Regions from separate parts of the Sus scrofa genome. Here region 1 is linked to region 2. The links are chromatin contacts, called in public HiChIP or PLAC-seq maps. All regions are on one chromosome and are shown on one strand. Each heading gives the region's core, a stretch centred on a gene start, on an enhancer-like site or on the middle of the called end of the contact. The rest is flanking DNA. Distances are from core to core; before and after follow the strand shown. Region 1 holds the start of GABPA (GA-binding protein alpha chain). Region 2 holds the start of MRPL39 (39S ribosomal protein L39, mitochondrial).

The links. HiChIP or PLAC-seq counts read pairs in DNA pulled down with a chosen protein or histone mark.
Region 1: an H3K27ac HiChIP or PLAC-seq map of alveolar macrophages shows a contact between it and region 2. The contact joins the promoter of GABPA here to the promoter of MRPL39 in region 2. A contact is called at or near these places in 1 of 5 promoter capture datasets (liver), 15 of 47 Hi-C or Micro-C datasets (blood, brain, differentiating spermatogonia and 10 more) and 2 of 2 datasets of contacts at active chromatin or transcription factors (alveolar macrophages and skeletal muscle).

What each region holds. Positions count from the first base shown.
Region 1 is chr13:189,287,403-189,292,475 of Sscrofa11.1, forward strand. GABPA (GA-binding protein alpha chain) reads left to right here and starts at 2,111. Exons shown (of 10, transcript XM_021071441.1): 1 at 2,111-2,236. ATP5J (ATP synthase-coupling factor 6, mitochondrial) reads right to left here and starts at 2,832. Exons shown (of 6, transcript XM_021071448.1): 1 at 2,658-2,832; 2 at 2,481-2,561; 3 at 2,155-2,196.
Region 2 is chr13:189,164,560-189,169,921 of Sscrofa11.1, forward strand. MRPL39 (39S ribosomal protein L39, mitochondrial) reads right to left here and starts at 1,743. Exons shown (of 10, transcript XM_003132745.6): 1 at 1,151-1,743; 2 at 132-338. The coding sequence starts at 1,214.

The DNA of each region.
Region 1 (5,073 bases), core at 861-3,360, 120 kb after region 2:
GTGTAGGTCGCAGACGCGGCTGTGATTTGGCGTTGCTGTGGCTCTGGCGTAGGCCGGTGGCTACGGCTCCTATTAGACCCCTAGCCTGAGAACCTCCATATGCCCCGGGATCGGCTCAAGAAAAGGCAGAAAGACCAAAAAAAAAAAAAAAAAGAAATCCTACAATCAACAAAATATCCTTCACCTGTCAGAACGAAAGCAAACTACTTAAAGAATTCATCCTATAGCACTCCTATAACTCAGCAGAGAAAAAATAATTGAGAAGACTCCAAGCAAACATTTTAGGGTATACTTAACATCATTCTCATTTCACATATACAGAAACTGACCCTTAGAGGTAAGTACCTGACCCAGTATAGTTATACAGTAGAATCTGAGGAGATACACATGTATTTTTAAAATTGTGCAATTCAATATGTATTTTCCCTCTGGCAACACACTTGACACTGCAATAAAGTCACTTTACATTTGTTTAGCCCCAGATATTTTGCAAAGTAGGTCCTAGCAATACTGGTAAAAAACAACAACAACAAAAAAAAAAACAGGGGAAAGTGATGGGTTTTTTTGGTCTGTTTTTAGGGCCATACCTGGGACAAAGGGAGGTTCCCAGGCTAAGGGTCTAATCAGAGCTGTTGCTGCTGGCCTACGCCAGAGCCACAGCAACCCGGGATCTGAGCCGTGTCTGTGACGTACACCACAGCTCACCGCAAAACTGGATCCTTAACCCATTAAGCAAGACCAGGGATCAAACCCACAACCTCATGGTTCCTAGTTGGATTTGTTTCCGCTGCACCACGATGGGAACTCCAGGTGTAAAGTGTTTTTCTCCCTCCTTTATTAGGGACAACAAATCAATGTTTAAGAATGGTTACTAAATTCCCCTTATTTCCCACAGTTAACTCATTCTGACTGCAAAGACCACGTTATTTCTATTTCAATACAGGTAAAATATCCATTTTCTGTCAAAGTATTAATGATTCCCAAATCATACCTTAAATTTTGATCTTTTTCCTCAACTCCAAACCTATACATTCAACAGCTCTGATCCTTTCATAAGTTCTATAGAGCCCTCTACTTACCTAAATTCAAAGTATCTAAAAAGTAAACACACAATCTCTGTCAAAACTTGCTTTCCTTTACTCCCTTTCATTTTTTTCCTCACTAGATCCCACTGATCTAGTGAGAAAGACACGTTATTGCACAAATAAATATAAAATACCTACTGTGATTAAGTTCTCTATTTGAGTACCATGGGGGGCCACTCAGGCCTGTAATAGGGATTTGAAACAGAAAAATTGGGACGGTAACAGCAAGAAAAAGTTTTAGCAGCCGCAGAGGCCTTAGACGGAGCATGGTCTCCTGATTACAGCGAAGACTGACCGGCCTAAGGTTTATGCTTTCGCTGCCTCTTTCGCATATTCCTAAAGTCAATCCATACTCGCCTAGCCTGACCCTCTCTTTTTCCTTCTTGGCAACCATGTTAACAACGTCTGTAAGCCAAGTCCCCTCTTCTGCAGCTAGCGTCTGCTTCGTTAGGGTTTTCGAGGGGTAGAACTGTAAAACAAAGCTGCTTAACCAAGTTTTAGCACTACCAATCCTTACAGTTGGGTTGCAAACTTTCAGGATTCCTATTACCCTTTTCCCTCTAACGTTCTACTTTAAATAGTTCAGAACAATCTCTTGCGCGCCCTGGCTGAACAGGCCTGGCTGCAGACCGGCCCGGCAGGCTTGACCTTGAGCTGTCCCAGCCGGGGAGATAGTCCAAAAGCCCCGGACTCCACGCCTCCCATACCATCCCGGTTTGCCCCGAGAGCAGTATTATCAGGGCTATTGAGTCTGCTACAACCTTCAGGCCTAAAAGCGCCGAGCAAAAACCCCGGGCCAGGCCGTGAAGGTATCCGGGATTTAAGGCTGCTCTCTCTTCCTGAAAGGCAGAGGTAATAAGCATCCCTGCCTCTCGTGAAGAAAGCCACAATCTGAGTTCTAGGAAACAAAGTTAGTCCACTACCCTCCCAGTCACCTTGTACTCAGTCCCGAGCTGCCAGAGCCAGCACCGCCGCCACCGTTCTACTTCCGGCCCTGGCTCCGCCCCCCACCCGCCTACCCGCCATTGCAAGGCATTGTGGGTCGCCGTTTCAGTCGGTCGACACTCACCGGACAGGAAGCGTCTCGGAGACAGTCTGCGACCGGACGGCTCTAGGTGAGACAGAAGCCAAACAGAAGGAGGAAGTGGAGGGTAAGTGCTTCCGGGTCCCCTGGACGCCTCCGCCATCTTTCCCTCGCCCAACTTGACCTGCTCTTCCCCCCTCGGAAATCTTTTGTACGCATGCGCACTTGGACTAGCCTTTCTCCTAATTCAGTTTCCCCCACCCCCACCCCGCGCCCCGAGTCAGCGTCCTATTCCTTGGGGGTGGTTGAGGTGTATGATTGCGCAGGCAAAGTGAGGGTGTAAAACAAAGCGGATTGGGGCGTTGCGTTACCTGTGCCTCGCGAGCCCCCGTAGCCTAGAGTGTCCGTTTCGCACAACCTGCTGGGAGTTGTAGTCCCGGACCCGGGGGTGCCTGGGAGGCGGGAGGGGGGTTGGAGTTTCTCAGCGCCGTTTTCGCGGGAAGGGCCCGGGGCCTCCCATTTCGAGTCGCGGGAGCTGCGGGTCTTACCGGGAGAGACGCTGCACGTGGAGCCCGCGCCGCTGCCGTTCTCAGCCGGCTCTGGAGTGCGGGCGGGGGCGACGGGGCTGAATCCGGAGCGGGTGAGTGCGGCCGCGGGGGAGGAGGGGAGCGCGGGCCCGCGCGGGCCGGCTTCGTTCCGGGGCCTTCTCCCCCACAGCGGCCCCCCCGCGGCCGCCTCTGTGTTTTGTTTCCGCTGGTCCCCGGCGCTGTGACTCCCATTTCCGTTCGTGGAGACTTGAGGGAGCCGGGTGGGGAGGGGCGGGGGAGGCTGTGCGGGGAGCGGAGGGGAGGGGCGGGGGGCGCGCGGCGCGGGGCTCTGCGAAGCCGCGCGCCCCCGGGGCTGGGGTCGTTCCTGTCACCTTTCGCCACCCCCTTCCTTTACTGTCCCCTGCTGGACTGTCCGCCGTGGTCTGCATTCGCAGTGGTCGAGATCCGATCCTGACGCCCCCAGGATTTCGGAGGAAGATGCAAAACCAATCTCCTTGCCAACTCAGCGATTCGCTCACTTCAAATTCAGTTGTATTTCTAGAATTGTTTTACAGTTGCATCCAAGCCATCTGTTAATGTATATGGTGTCCATTGGATTTCTTTTAAAAACGAGGAAGTAAGACGAGGAGGAAATGATGGGTTAATGTAGTTCATCAGCTTTTTTAGATTTTCATGTTGTGTTTCAGCTTGATTAGGTTAACGGCAGGGAGGACTACGCCTAATGTTGCGTTGCCAGAGCATGAGTAGTGATTTAGAAATACACGCAGAAAGTCTGACCCATGGGAGGAGCAAAGATTTAGAAGGCTTCACTTGAGCAAAGTGAGGAATTGGGCAGTGATAACATTCTTAGATACTGCGTTGTCTTAAACTTCCAAAGAAACTGGTCCACTCATTCGAAGCTACTTTAAGGGGATAATGACCTCTCTCAGGGTTTGACCCAGACTTTTCAAGTTTATTTATTTTTAAACATAGTCTGACACGAGGTGGACTTAAGTCAGTTTTACCTGGATTGTGTCTACAGGACCGAAAGCCTTGAGGGGTGTATATAGAGTCTGGAAGTAAGGACATAAATAATGAGGGAGATGTTAAATTGAGGCAAGGCATGTGGAGGCTGAATATTAAGTTAAAACTGTTGGTTTTCATTCACCTCCAGCTTTATTCATAAAACTTAAAAAGTCTGCAGGATAATTGAAAAAAAAAATACAATGAAATGATACAACCAACATCTTCACCTTCAGAGGTCACCAAGTGTTAACCTTTCTCCACATTTGCTTTCTCTCTTTCCATGTGTACACACATTCACACACACACAGACTTGTGTGCTTATTTTTAGCTATTGACTTTATTTTAAAAAAAAATATTTTTTAATTTCCTCAGGTATTTAAAAATATTTTTTAACTTGAGAAAATACGCAGTTGATCAGGCAGGTACTCCCCAATTACACTTGTTATTTATTTGTTGTCCTTTTACTGGGGTAAAATTGTCCTAAACACTGTAATTTAGTAATGTGTTCCAATGAAGAAGGATCATGCTGAAATTTATCTATGACTGTAAAAGAGAATGTTAAACGTAACTGTAAAGTTTTATTTGTATTTAGTTTGTAAATTTAGCTTGGGAGGCATTTTGAACCCAGGTTTGATTTGGTCTAGGAGAAACTAGCATGTCAAGGGGCACCTTTCCTGGGTAAAAAGGCTCCAAGTCATATTCTCTTCATATTCTCTTGTCCATTTTCTTTTTTTTTTTTTTTTTTTTTTTTTTTTGGCTTTTTGGCTTTTTGTCTTTTCTAGGTCCGCACCCACAGCACATGGAGGTTCCCAGGCTAGGGGTCCATTTGGAGCTGTAGCCACCAGCCTGCACCGGAGCCATGTCTGCAACCTACACCAGCACTCACGGCAACACCGGATCCTTAACCCACTGAGCAAGGCCAGGAATGGAACCCGCAATCTCATGGTTCCTAGTCGGATTCTCTAACCGCTGAGCTACAACGGGAACTCCTCTTGTCCATTTTCTGAAGTATTGATGTGGAATCCTGAGGAATAGGTTTCATAGAAAGAGCTAAAACCCACTCAATTAGTGATATCAAGATTTGGACAATTCCCAGATTTCTCCGTTGCTTCTTTAGGCTTCATTTAGAGATCTAAGAGAGAAAAACAAGCCTCTGTCTTAGTGCTTGTGCGTATTAAGGGTGCCACAGGTATTCCTGCTGATAATCCCTCAGGGCCATTTCTCGCCCTCTAGTCTTGTTTACTCAAAAACTGGATTCACCTCTTGGTGGGTGTCAAGCCAAAAGACACAACCAAGCCAAAGATCAGGAGAAGGAAGAATTTATTGCTGCAAGTAAGGAGAACATCTGGGATCTTTCCCAAAGCAATGAATCCCCTACAGCAAAATTGGGGAAGTGTTCATCTAAAGGTAT
Region 2 (5,362 bases), core at 493-2,992:
ACACACAGCAAGACAGTAAGGGGAACTTCCAGCAAGTTCAGGAAGCAATTACAGCATCTTGTCTCCTCTGCCCTAGTTCTTCCTCTGATTTATGTAAAATCATCAAAACGGTATCCTGATTCATTACTTACGCATGGCACAACTATAAGGAGTTGAAATGTTTTTATTCATCACGAAGACAGTGCCAGGGTCAGTTTTCCCAACGTGTTTAACTTCAATCTTCTCAGTCCGGGGAGTTAAGGATAGCTGCCTGTTTTTCTCTTTGTTAAAGAGATCATTCTGCATCTCTATCAGTTCGGTCGGTGACAGCTGAGAAGCTGGTGATGTTGCTATCAATCCTGGGCAGAAGTTACAATAGATGTGAAGACTGACATAACAGTAACTTAAAAATGAATATGACAAAATAAATAACCTACTAACCTACCCTGTTCCACTCCCACATCACTACCCTCCTACAACAAGAGCAAGAGGCAAGGGAATTTTAAACGCCCTTTATCAAAATGAGCTCATCGGTAAACTTACACCCTTTCCAATACTAATCATTAAAACGCCGACAGAAGAAAACTGCAGCCTGCCCAGATCCGCACCTTCATTTCAACTGTGCTCTCTCACCATCGAGCTCCACTTCCCAGTTTCCTCGGCCGTATCCCGATCTGTGCTTTACAGTAAGGGCAGAAAGTAACCGGGAAGGGGAGTCCAAACCAGACCGGTCATTGGGAAGGTGAGCAAAGTTGTCGCTTGGAAAAGGTCTTCGGGGACATGAAAGCTCCAAGAGACTGGAGGTCCCGCGCGCAAACCTCCCCGTATCTAAATCGAGAAATGCTGAGTTTATTTTCCAAACCCCAAATCAGAGGTCCCCTGATTTAGTTCTCCTGATTTGCCTCAAATCGGGCAAGCAGGTACGAGTGTTCCCACGGGGAAATCAGGACGTGTATGCACCGGCACATGGGCTCTTCCCCCACCCCAGAGCCGTCCCGCCCCCCTAGGATCGGTACCCCCAAGGGCGGGAGGGCACGGCCGCCACAGCACGGACTTAAAGACCCTCCTCCGCACCAGCGCGGCGGGGCCTCCCAGGATCGGCCTCTGGCCCATTCTGGGCGGACACCACCTCCTAATCCTGGCTCCCGTCCCCATGGCCGCTGACACTCACTCCAGCCAGCCTCGCCGCGGGGGACGGCCCTCCAGAGCCGCAACCCCCAAGCCCCCATGGCCATGGCCTCCTTCCCGAGCGCAGGAACCGCCGCGCGCAGGTCCTGCTCTGTCTTCTTCCCCGGAAGCTCGGAGCGCGCACTCCGGGTTCCGTCAGGTAATTTCGTTCCGGGGCCCGGCCCCCGGCTGCATCTGCCACTAGGGGGCGCGAGAGTCAGTGGCCGGAGGTCCCGCGTCTGGAACCCGGTCTTTTCCAGGCGCTTGGAAGGTGACCAGAGGTCCTGGACGCCAGAGTGGCCGGTCTGCCACCCTGTGGGCTCTGTGGGAGAACAAGCATCTCTTTTGGAGCCTCAAAGCCCGAAACGCACCGTCACCCTCCGTCCTCCACGGGTTCGATCACCTGCTTCTTGCAAACAATATTTCTGAGGATAAAAAGTGAGGGACGGTGACTTCTGTTTTATTCTTTCATGGTCAGCCCTGCCGGCTCTACCGACGACATCTTCCAACTCGTGGCTTAACTCGATTTTTCAAGGGTGAGTTCTTAGGTTGGCTGGAGTGGGTCTGCGCCTGGCTTCTCCGTTCAGTAGGACCACAAAATGCGACCTGTAGATGTTGGAGGGAACTTGGTAATCCGTAGAGCTTTACAAATTATCTAGATTCGTTTTATATACTATAGAAAGAATATAGAGAACATATTAAGAGGCATCCCATGTCAAAGTGCGGGATTTTTGTTTCTTGCTCATTGATGGATCCCAAGCTTGGCGCATAGTAGGAACTGTATGTATGTTTGTTGAATGATTTGAATGCCCTTGCATTCAGCGCAGTCCGATTTCTTTGTCATACTAGAATGTTGCTTCTATTGAAGTAAGCATTCCCGAGATGAAGCATGAAAATGTTGTTATTCGATGTTTTGTTTTGAATAACAGCAGTTTTGGTTACTGCTGTGGCTTTACTTAAATCGTGTGCATTGACAAACTCAGCCCAGGGCCTCCCCACCTAACCCACCCCGCCTACCCACCCCGCTCTCCTTCTGCGCCTGGACTTGCAATTGGAATACACCACCACCAGGTGGCGATACTGGTTAAGGAACAGATGTCACTATCTGCCTCCTGTGGGGCAGCTGGGGGAGGGGAGTAGGTCCCAAGGTACAAACCAGCATAAGATAAATAAGTACTGGGGATGTACGTACAACATCATGACTGTAGTCGACAATTCTATGGGGGTATATTTAAAATTACTAAAGAAACCTGAAAGTTCTCATCACAAGGAAAACGGATTTGTTTTTGTGACTATAGGAGGTGATGAAGGTTGACTAAACTTACTGTGCTAAGTAATCGTTTTGCATTATAAACATATGTCAGATCATTATGCTGTACACCTTAAACAGTGCTGTACATTAGTTATAAAACTGGAAGGAGGGAGTTCCCGTCGTGGCGCAGTGGTTAACGAATCCGACTAGGAACCATGAGGTTGCGGGTTTGGTCCCCGGCCTTGCTCAGTGGGTTAAGGATCCAGCGTTGCCATGAGCTGTGGTGTAGGTCACAGACGCGGCTCAGATCCCGTGTTGCTGTGGCTCTGGTGTAGACCGGTGGCTACAGCTCTGATTAGACTCCTAGCCTGGGAATTCCATATGCCGAGGGAGCAGCCCTAGAATAGGTAAAGAGACAAAAAAAAAAAAAAAAAAAAAAAAAACTGGAAGGAAAAGGAGTCAGATCTGTCAAGGCATAGACCCAAATATGTATGCTGTATGTGTGGGCTGTGTATCTCTGACTTCCTCCTTAAATTTGCGTAGTTATTCCCTTGACACTCTTTGCTTCATTCGTCTTTTAGAATCTGCACTATTTAACCCCATTTAGTTGCCTTCATAACATTTTAGAACAATATTAAACAAAGCCTCAGAACATAAATTTTAGCGAGGTTTTTTTTTTTTTTTTTCTTTTTAAGGCCGCACCTGCGGATTTGGAGGTTCCCAGGCTAGAGTCAAATTGGAGCCACAGCTGCCAGCCTATGCCACAGCCACCACAACACCGGATCCGAGCCGCATCTGCAACCCACACCAAAGCTTGCAGCAACACCAGATACTTAGCCCACTGAGCGAGGCCAGGGATCGAACCTGAATCATCACTGATACTCTGTCAGGTTCTTAACCTGCTGAGCCACAATAGGAACTCCAATTTAAGCAAGTTAAATCATAAATTGCATGGGGAGCAGTAATTGGAAGTCACAAGTATCACAGAAACTGACTTGGTTGGAAGGATGTTAGTAATGCTGATGTCCAATGAATTTCAAACACATGCCAGTCATATTGAACATGCCCATCATCAGGTTTATTAATTCTCACAACCTACTCATGCAGTGGGCACGATAATCTTCATTTTCTAGGGGAGGAAATTCAGGCTCGGAGAGCTTGAGTATTTCCTTACCCTAAATCTTTCTTGCTGCCTTCCCTATCAACCTTCTCCCCAGATTTTAGTCTCACTCTCTCAATCTCCCTCCCACATAAAAAGAACCAGGCATATGGCAGTAAATGTCTAAGGTGAGCTTGGAGCATCTCATTGTGCCGGAAAGCAAGAAAATACTCAAAGATAGACAGAAACATGTGGAAAGGTCATAGGATCCAGCTCGAAGGGGTTCCCTTTGTACAAATTTGAGATCGTTTAAATAACAAAAAGAAGAATGAGGCGTTCCCCTCATGGCTCAGCAGAAATAAATCTGACTAGCATCCATGAAGATGCAGGTTTGATCCATGACCTCGCTCAGTGGGTTAAGGATCTGACATTGCCGTGAGCTGTGGTGTAGGTCACAGACGAGGCTCAGATCTGACGTGGCTGTGACTGTGGCATAGGCCGGCGGCTGCAGCTGGGATTCAACCCCCAGCCTGGGAACCTCCATATGTCATGGGTGTGGCCCTAAAAAAAAAAATAGTGATGAAGAGTTATAACATTATATGTTTTAAAAATCCATGAGCCGTAGTGACACTCTAAATGAGAGTAGAGGGTGGAGAGGAAGTTTTCTTTACAAAAGTATGTCAGATAATACATAAAGTAGGAATAATAGAATGGGGGAAATTACCATTCTGCAACTACCAATGTAATGATTGACTCAGGAAGGGATCCTCTATAGATGCTAAAACCAGTGGGGAGAGTTTGTTGAGGGTCAAGATATTCACAGGGTATGTAAGTATCACCCCACAGATTAAGGATAAAACATTGAGATAAAGGAAACTTCTCAACAGAGGAGTCTGGTGGAGAGCATCTTCCCCAGTGGACAGACTTGTCATCACCCACAATGGGACAATCCGACATGATTTGTGCCTCTCGGTTGTGCTATAAACACCACCACCCAGGTAGTACTCCTACCATATGTGTGGACCCGGAATCTAAAGAGCTACGGGAAGAAAAATAAGATATAGGCAGCAAATGACCCATTCCATAAAACAACTGGCCTGTACCTGCACCCCAATGTTCCCTGCAGCACTATTTACAATAGCCGAGACATGGAAACCATCTAAATGTCCATCGACGGAGGACCGGATAAAGAAGATGTGCTACGTGTGTATTACTCAGCCATGAAAGAGAATGAAAGAATGCCATGTGCAGCAACGGGGATGGACCTAGAGATGATCGTACTGAAGGAAGTAGGTCAGAGATAAACATCATAGGAAATGGCTTATAGGTGGAATCTAATTTTTTTAAATGATACAAATGAACTGGTTTACAAAACAAAACGAGGATCACGGGTCTCAAAAACAAACTTATGGGGGAGTTCCCGTCGTGGCACAGTGGTTAACGAATCCGACTAGGAACCATGAGGTTGTGGGTTCGGTCCCTGCCCTTGCTCAGTGGGTTAACGATCCGGCGTTGCCGTGAGCTGTGGTGTAGGTTGCAGACGCGGCTCGGATCCCGCGTTGCTGTGGCTCTGGCGTAGGCCGGTGGCTACAGCTCCGATTCAACCCCTAGCCTGGGAACCTCCATATGCCGCGGGAGCGGCCCAAGAAATAGAAAAAAAAAAAAAAAACAAACAAACTTATGGCTACCAAAGGGGAACGAGGGAGGGGAGAGGGATAAATTAAGAGTTTGGGACCAACATATACACATTACATAAAGTAGATAATCAACAGGCACCTACTGTACAGCACAGGGAACTTTACTCAATATTCTGTAATAACCTATACGGGAAAAGAATCTGCAAAAGAATAGAGATACACATATAT